Linked DNA regions of Mus musculus: all the other regions are linked to region 2. A link is a contact called in public Hi-C and promoter capture Hi-C data. All regions are on one chromosome and are shown on one strand. Each heading gives the region's core, a stretch centred on a gene start, on an enhancer-like site or on the middle of the called end of the contact. The rest is flanking DNA. Distances are from core to core; before and after follow the strand shown. Region 1 holds the start of Ces1c (carboxylesterase 1C). Region 2 holds the start of Ces1e (carboxylesterase 1E). Region 3 has its middle 33 kb from the start of Ces1c.

The links. Promoter capture Hi-C pulls out the DNA fragments that hold promoters and counts their contacts. Hi-C and Micro-C count contacts between places; a contact is called where the count stands out from the background.
Region 1: a promoter capture Hi-C map of liver shows a contact between it and region 2, with 2.2 times the contacts expected there. The contact joins the promoter of Ces1c here to the promoter of Ces1e in region 2. A contact is called at or near these places in 1 of 39 promoter capture datasets (liver), 3 of 484 Hi-C or Micro-C datasets (forebrain, liver and nephron progenitors) and 2 of 9 other capture datasets (adipose tissue and pancreatic islet).
Region 3: a contact with region 2 is called in a Hi-C map of liver, with 2.1 times the contacts expected there. The contact joins the enhancer-like site here to the promoter of Ces1e in region 2. A contact is called at or near these places in 1 of 39 promoter capture datasets (liver), 3 of 484 Hi-C or Micro-C datasets (liver and nephron progenitors), 1 of 115 datasets of contacts at active chromatin or transcription factors (embryonic stem cells) and 3 of 9 other capture datasets (adipose tissue, liver and pancreatic islet).

Annotation. Positions count from the first base shown.
Region 1 is chr8:93,129,937-93,132,796 of GRCm38.p6, forward strand. It overlaps Ces1c (carboxylesterase 1C), which reads right to left and starts at 1,347. Exons shown (of 13, transcript NM_007954.4): 1 at 1,271-1,347; 2 at 759-963. The coding sequence starts at 1,322.
Region 2 is chr8:93,228,277-93,231,338 of GRCm38.p6, forward strand. It overlaps Ces1e (carboxylesterase 1E), which reads right to left and starts at 1,343. Exons shown (of 14, transcript NM_133660.3): 1 at 1,094-1,343. The coding sequence starts at 1,145.
Region 3 is chr8:93,162,423-93,165,450 of GRCm38.p6, forward strand. No RefSeq gene overlaps it. Among named protein-coding and RNA genes, the nearest start is that of Ces1c, 33 kb to the left of the region's middle. Within about 2 kb of position 1,274, at least 2 of the 459 cell types and tissues checked have an H3K27ac peak or open chromatin away from gene starts, as enhancers often do. A contact at or near this core is called in liver, where this site is marked.

The DNA of each region.
Region 1 (2,860 bases), core at 97-2,596, 98 kb before region 2:
ATAAAAGATTCACAAAGTACAGATTTATTTCCTTAAATAGTTTGTGAAAACCCAGAATATTACTGATTCACCACATGTACTTAGTAAGTTTGTCCTAAATAAAGGGTTTGGAAAACTACGAGTGTACTTAGTAACTAGACCATATTTAACCATGCTCTCAGGGATGCCAGTAGTTACTATTAATATAGCTAATCAGAGGATTGCCTCATCTCCATACTGGATCACTGTTGCTATGTATTGTAATGCTAAGTACTGGCTCTGGTTGCCTCAGGGAAGAGGAGATCCTCAGTTACAGCAAGTGATGCTGTGTAGCCATCACAAGGTATCCTTGATTGGTCAATAGAGATGCCTACAGCCTATAGCTGGGAAGAAGAGAGGTAAACAGAATTTCAATTCCTGGGCTTGGGGTCTGAGATAGGACTATGAGATGGGGCAGAGAAAGTGAAGAGAAGACAGATGGCACTGGGGAGGTGAATCATAAAAACATAGCCACAAAGGCTGGCCAGTTAGTGTAAGAGCAGCCCAGGCGAAACATGGTAAATTATATCTCAGGGTTATTAATAGAGAAATAGACAAAAAAGCTTAGACATTAAATATCTGCCCAACTCCAGTGCTTTAAAGTCTTACTATAAATATAAAGGTTGTATGTTTTTCATTTGGGAACTAAATGATCCAAGGAATGGCAGAAACCTCCAATTAACATTAAATATTTATCTCAACACATACTCACTAAAATAGTCCCCATCCCAGTGGCTTACATAGGAGGGTAGGAGGTGGCATTCTTCACGAAGCTCCAGGGCTCTGCAGGCTGTGGTGGAGCAAACCTCAGAGATCCAAGAGGGGGCTTGGCAAAGGGGACTCCCAGGAAGACGGCCACAGGCTGTTCAAATCCTTCTAAGCTGATATACTTCCCCAGGACTTTGCCTTGTGTGGTGTCCACCACAGGTGGTAAGAGTGAGTGTCCTGATGGTCGAGAAAATGTGAGGACACATCAGAGGGGGTAGATCAAACCTGGATTCATGGTTGGTTTAATCACTTTTAGGCTTGTATCATTGATAGTCATTTGAATCTTCTAAGGCCTCTTTTCCTTCCAACATTAAATACAGGGTCAACTAAAACATAATCTGTTTGGAGGTATAAAAGTCGCCCATCTAAGCCAGCACAAGAGTCAGTGCTCTGCTTTGTGCCTGCCCTGTATACATTTCACCTACTTCATCAAAGACAGATTTCCATATGTGTAACCCAATGTTTGTAATCCAGAAGTACTTACCCAGAATTGGGCAAACAGCAAGAGAAGCCCAGACCAGAGCATGGAGCCACATGTTGGAAGGAAGGAGAGGAGCTCTTAGAGACAGGGAGGTGTCTGCTGCTTAAATAGAAAGCCTTGTTCCTGCCTCTTTGCTGTGGACCCTCCTCTAGACCAATTAGCATAATTACATAAAGCTCCCCCTCCTCCAAAGAGCTCCCTGGGTGTTTGTTAGGACCTCCAAGCCACACCCACTACGAGTTTACTCTTCTTTTTCTTTAAAGATACTACCCACACTCTGATACCAAATGGCCACAAACTCATCCAACCTCTTATGCAAACACTTCTGTTTGAAATAAAAACTCAGTGCACTTTGAACTTCTCAAGGTAGGCACCAGCAAGCAAATGCATGGAGGCAGGCAGAAGCTTTGGGTTAGGATTCCCACACAAGCTGGAGAATTAAGAGCACTTCACATCCCCAGTGTTTCTCTGCTGGGAACATTGCACACTTTCCAGCTGCCATGGGCTGCTATTTCCTAGAAAAGATGCTCTCAAGTTTGGAAGATTTCTAATCTCACTCTTCAGCCAACATTTATTTCATATGCCAACTATCCTTGCCTGGTGGCCTGAAGCGCCAATGCACACCTTCTCTGTTAATGATCTCACTGCTTTTGGAGCAGGGATGTTTAAACAGAATGTTTGTATTAGTTACTCCTGGTTGTTCTGATGAAACGCATAGAGCAAAGGCAACATAAGGAAGAGAGAGTATTCAGAGGTAGAGGAGTCTACAATGGCAGAGCAGAAGCATGGTGACACGTAGCAAACCAGATGGTTGGAACAGAGAGATGAGAGCTCATAATATTTAAATGTAAGCTCACAGCAGAGAGTGAACTAGAAACAAGAAAGCTTTAAATTCTCTAAGCCTACCTTCACTGACATACTTCCTCTAATAAGGCTACATCTTCTAAATATCTCCAAACAACAGCACTGCCTGGTCAAGGAGTGTTTGAATGCCTGAGACTATCGGAACAGTTCTTACTCAAATACTCCATTGTTTTTATGTCAAATAAACTCTGTGAACCACAATCTTTTGGCTAATCATCCACACATGCCTCTTTCTATGAAATCTTTCTTTCTTGGAGATTTTATTTTTATTTTAAGTGTATGAGTATTTGTGTGCATATACGTCTATGCAGTATATGCATGTAATACCCACAGTGGCCAGAAGAGGGAGGGCTTCAGGACTTCAGGGAATGGAGTTATAAATTGAGAACCAATAAATGGGTATTGGAAATTGAACACCTGTCCTCTACAAAAGCAGCCATTGCTCTTGATGACTGATGCACATCTACAGACCTTATCTATAAATTAATTAAAATGCCCCAAATGTTTGGCCTTAAGTCCACTGGAATGTAGGGCAAAATAAACAGAATATGTATTGCTTGATTTCTGCTTTAACTATGTGGTATTATTTCTGTTTCTCAACCCTAGAAACAAAGAAGCATGTGTCTCTCTGCAGAACATTTGGAAACTTTGTGGCAAAGGGTCACTGTATATATATAATTTAGCTTTGCTTTGACCCTGTTTAAGGAATTGAGAGAAACACTTTTTTTG
Region 2 (3,062 bases), core at 93-2,592:
ATAGTTTACCCATCCTTCCACCTTCTCAGGATCCTGGTCCTTTCTTTTTGTCACCCCAGTTATGAACCCTTTCTTTGGGAGTCAGGATTAGCAGACTATTATCTTAATGTTCATTATCTCTAATGTGATGACCTGATTACACCTCTGATTTCTTATTAATATGCTCCATTTTCTTTTTCTATAACTTCAGTTCACATGTACATATGATGTATGTGCACCTATGTGCACACTTGTGAGTGTGTAAATGAAGGTGTGTGCCTGCAGTGGTGCTTGTGTGGAGGTCAGAGGACCACTTTACACACTGCACCCACTAGCTGGTTTAAAATGTGGTCCCCTTGTCCATTTCCTAGGCTCCTTTGTTGTATACTAGGCTAGCAGTTCTGGTCCAGGAACCTCTGGGCATTTTCCTGCCTCCACCTCCCATCTTGGCACAAGAGCACTGAGATTGTAGTCCCATTAGCTATGTCACATGAATACTGGGGATTCAGACTCGAGTCCTTGTGCTTACACAGAAGGGGCTTTACCCTGCGATCCAGCTCCTCAGCCCTGATACACATCATTTCAAGTCACCCCTCTTATCCGTCATCTCCTCTCACCTAGACCCACCCTAAATACTATAGAAGGCGCCACCTAAGGCATCCTCAAAGTGACCCAGTGGAGAGGGTACGGTCACCACTTCTGTAGAGACAGGATGACACAAGTTCACCATGCTGAGTACTTTGCCTAAAGACAAATGGTTTGGAAGTATTTAGCTGAGATTCCGAATTTTCTACCAAGCTTCTTTCCAAAATCAGTCTAACTGTAGACAAACAGTTAAGGAGGAAACAGGCAGCTTTCCTAATCCCCTTTGTGGCACATGGCGCTAGCTCATTGCCCTTCTCGACCTGCCATGTGATCTTAAGTCAGAGTGTTTGTTTTTCTCTGACTCAGCATGTCAGCTGGACTGGGATACTTGTCTAAAAAGTGAAAATGGCTAACGATCAAAGCTCGCAACAGTTTTATACTATTGTCACCTCTGCCCACCTCTACCTGGTATGAGCTTTTGAAATGTACCCCACCATCACCCGAATATTTGTATTCCATAAAGACTCACCCCCTGCTGTGAATGCTGCAAGTGACACCAGGATCAGAGCAGAGAGGCACATGGTAGGAGGCTACAGGTTTGCAGGACAGGGAGGTCTCCAGCCTGTGACAAAGGGGGCACACTGATCCTGCCCCACTCCTGGAGGGTACCAGCAAATTTCTCTCAATCAATTGTATGATACCACAAAAGAACAATCTTTCTATTCCAAAGAGCTCTGCAGGTTTCTCAAGAGATCACTAAGCCACCCCCACCCAGAGTTTACCCAGGTTTATCTAAATTGTTTGGACTCTACACTTAGATTGCAGGAGTCCACAAACTGGTCAAACAACTTCTTACATAAATATCTCTCAGCAGGACATTCACACCTCAGTGCTCTCTTATTTTCCAAACCAGTTCTGTAGACTCCTTTAAGTAAGGTGACTCTTTGGTCTTGGGTCTTCACATCAAGCTGGAATTGTTCAGAGCCCCTCACAGCCACACAGTTGACCACCAGAGAGGTTAGGGCACACCTCCCAGATTCTCTTTGCTGGGAGAGTTTTAGAACTTATTTTGGTAACAATCTTAAATTTCATCATTTTATTTTTGCCTAATTTATCTTTCTAAGATTCCTGTAAAGTGGTCTAGCCTTCTGCCATGCAGACACAGTCAAGGATCTCACAACCTTTCAGAGGAGAGATTTAGGGATAGGCATTCTTATATAAATGAACAATGTATTTTTGTTTTAATAGTTTTTAAGTTAGTTTCCATAGTAATGGGTTTTATTATGAACTTTAAAGCAGATTTTTTTATTATTGGTCTTTTCCCATTCTTCTTCATCCCTTTGTGTCTCTCAGCTCATCCTTTCCACCCTAATAGTCTCCCTTTGTACTTTCATTCTCCACCTTCTTTTCCTTCTTCTCCTCCTTCTCCTTCTTCTCCCTCTCCTCCTCCTCTTTCTTTCTTTCTTTCTTTCTTTCTTTCTTTCTTTCTTTCTTTCTTTCTTTCTTTCTTTCTTTCTTCTCCTCCTCCTCCTCCTCCTCTTCATCCTCCTCCTCTTCTCTCTCTCTCTCTCTTCCTCTCTCTCTCTCTCAGACACACATTTCTCTTTTTCTCTCATGGACTCTTCTAGCTTCATGACAATATACATACAAAAATATAAACATTAATATCTAAAACTATGTATGAGAGAAAATGTGGTATTTGTCTTCCTGAGTCTAGTTTTTCTTAACAGAATGATTTTCATTTCTGTCCACTGTTCCTGAAAATGCTGATTTCATTTTTCTTTATAGTTGAATAAAATTCTACTGTGTAATTATGTCCCATTTTTTTCATCTGAATGTCAGTGTTTGAGCATCTGGGCTGACTCACTTCTTAGCTACTGTGAGTACTATAGCAATAAATATGAACTATAGATATCACTTTGATAAGATTTATATCTTTGGGGCATATATTCTGGGACAGTTTAGTTGGATCATACAGTTCTGCTTTATACTTTTGAAAAACCTCTATTTTCATTTCCATAAGGTGCTACATCAATATACTCCCACAAATGATTTGTCCTTCTAAACAGCTTCACTCATTTTCATTGTCATTAACTTACTTTTGCTGCAAACAAAAGTGAATGAACACTACTAAACTCATTCTGTAAAGTGATTTTTCCTTGATACTCAAAACACATGAGGAGACAATAACCAAACAGTAGACTGATCTATTTATTTGCTATAGACATAAAACTCTCAACAAGACATTTACAGCTGAATTCAAGAACACATTAAGGGGCTGGAGAGATAGATGGCTTAGCAGTTAAGAGCATTTCTTACTCTTGTAGGAGTCATGAGTTTGGTTCCCAGTCCCCATGTCATGCCTCAAGCCACCTATAATCCAGGCTCCAGGAGGATCCGATGCCCTCTTCAGATCTCCTCAGGTATGAGGCATGCATGTGATACACACATATACATAGAGGCAATACATTCATACACATAAAGCAAAAACATAAAAT
Region 3 (3,028 bases), core at 24-2,523, 66 kb before region 2:
ACATATTATACTAACCAGGGCACTGACCCTACCCTAAGGATCATTCCTGGTTATTGTCACTTATGTGAACACCTCTTCCTGGTGTAAGAGATCCTATAGACATAGTAATAGATCCCAAATTTGCTGGGTTTGCAGTTGCTTACTGTTGAACACTACAACCAAATGAAGGGGATCTAGGTTGGTCAACATATGGTTACTGACCTTATCATTCCTCATTACTAACTCCTGTGAAGCCTTATTGGGGGTGAAAGAGGCAAATGCTAGCTGCCCAGAGACATCTCTGGACATCCTTTTTAAGCAGGCCAAAGGGGTCCAGAAGCCTCTTTTTAACCTGGAAGATTACTTTGTTGAGATTGCCTCTGGAAAAAGCATCTCTCTGGGCCTTCTGTAGAATTTCTGCTTCCATGGGGTTGTACTTGATATGACTGAGTCTATGTTGAGGAGCTGGTATAATATGCCTGGTTATGATCTTTCACCATGTCTGCTGGATTAAAACACTGACTTGGTTTTCCTGATTAGAATTAGGTTAGGTTGTCTAGCATCTACCTGGCTCCATTCCCCAAATCCTACAACGATAGCATCCTCCAGCCATTCTTGAAGGCAATTATCAGAGGCTATATGTACCTGTAATAATTTTATTGTTCATCATCACAATCATTAATACTGAACCAAGTGGAGCCAGCATGGTGAATTTCACAGGGTGATTTTTTTTTTCTTATAAGAATTCCTACCCTGGTTCATATATTCATAGATGAATCAAATTTTCATAAAAGAATCTACAAATCTGTATGGACATCAGGATGGTAATTGTACCTTGACAATCATTTGATAGGAGTCACAGAGTGAGAAGGAATAACTGCTGCAGACTGGACTCAGTTGGCCCCTCAACCTGGGACAAATGTGGAGCATTCATGCTATAGGATGCCACGGCTCCAGGAGACTAAGTTTCTCTGAAACATTTTGATTCAGGACCGCATCCAAGGTTTTGGGCCAGCCACACACCTTTTACTAGAGTGGATGTGGCAAATAACAAGAGCTCCTTCCTAGAATTTTATGTTTAAAAAAGGGGGGTGAGTGGTGAGTGGGCATTTATTGAACATGCCCTTTTGTACCTCAAAGTTCATGAATCACTATTTGTTGAACTCTGTCCATTTGAAAAGGTTGCTGATCTCTTGTTTGAAAATTGTACCAATCCATTGAAACTGAGCCCAGTCCACCCATGAGCAGAGATCTCAAGATCTTGTCCTTCAATGGCTGGTGTTGCTCAAAGGGCATGGTATTTCCATGGGTTACCATGCACATGGGATTTGCAGTCCATGTGGACACTGGATCCTCCCAGGATGATCTTGGATGACTCCACTGCCTTGGATGTAGTCTTTTCTTCTTCCTGCCAGATAATCGTGTTGTCCACTCATCAGTTAAAGTCCTTGACTAGTCCTTTTGACATGGCCACAGAGGGGTCAGCATGAGCAACAGTCTTGGCAATGTTGGACTTGCTGGTGGTGGCTGTTCCATAATGTATACACAGGTGGTGTTTCTTCTTCTGGAGCCCTACTGACACCATCCTACCAAGATGCTGGGCTGTAGCCACTCAGCTAGAAGAGTCCAGTGAAGATCCCCTCACTTGTCATTTTAGACCCATATCATGACTAACCACTAATATTTAATCTGATTTGATATCAATGACAGCATTACAAATGATGTTGTTCTAGTATTCCCCTGCCTTCTAGATGCTCTAAGTTGTTTTCAGGACATACAGCCTGCCCTGCTCTCCTTTCCCTAGGAGCAAATCATTTATCCCTTAATGATTTGCTCACTTGTTCACTTGGACTGGCCCCATGAGAGTGGATAATGAAAATGTGGTATATATACACATTGTATATATGGACTGTTCTTCATTTTTGAGAATAAAATTTTGTGTTTACAAAAAGATAGATAAATGGAACTGGAGAACAACAAATGAAGCTAAATAAGGCAGATGCAGAAAGACAATGATCAAAGGTTGAAACATCGTTTATGGTTGGCTTGAGCTTTCAGTACCCATCTTTGAACCATCACACTGTAACTTCACACTACAATATAAGCTACATAAAATTTGAAATAAAATAGCACACTTTAATTCTGCCTCACACCTTTGAAATTGCTTTTTCTTGCTTTCTTGACTCCAGAGAGTTCTCCCACACTGGCACACCCATTAGCTGACTTCTGTTAGTTGATACAGGACATCTACTGACTCAATGCTAATGAGGAGTGGGTTACGTAGTCATTGTCCTGTCTTAATCTTAGAACCCTGGGTGGGTAAGATGAAGTCTTTTCGCTGACCCTGTTTCTCAGCAGCAATAATGATGACTTAGGTCCAGTACTATTTGTTCTATTCATGCAATGGGTTACAGAACTTTACAACTTTTTCCTTTGGCTGCAATAAGCCTTCATCTGGTATCTAAAGATTCCCCCATGTGGGCAGAGTATAGTTCCCTTATGGAAATGGAGTAGTGGTGTGCTTTATGCATTCCTAGAGAAAAATTTATCCCAGTATTGCAACATGTCCACAGACTTATTCATAAGCACCTGGAGGACATCTACAGAGGAGTCTGGAATGGGTGTAAGCCTCTTCTTGGGTCTGTGGTTCTCAATTAATTTTGTATTTTTATTTAGACCACACATTGCCTTTAGCACTTAGAAAACTCTGGTCATTCTCATTTCATTTATGAGAATATCTCTCTGGAAAGGAAAGGTGAGACATGTTCACATCTGCTGTGAAGTAGTGTCTCCTGAGCATAACAGCCTTTTAATGAGAAAGGTTAAGAGAATCTGTAAAAGATTCCTCGAGACCCTATAAAGAGATTAAGGCATTGCAGAGGGTTACTAGATGATCATTTGAAAGTCCAACCACTCTCTGTATCCTCATACAGTTTCTGTGAAATTCTGCCAGAGGTGTACTGGGTTCTTGGAGGTGATAGATTATGCATACGGTAGACAGTTAACCAAAGAAGGGATTACATCTATGCATCTATGGGGAAGTCTTCAC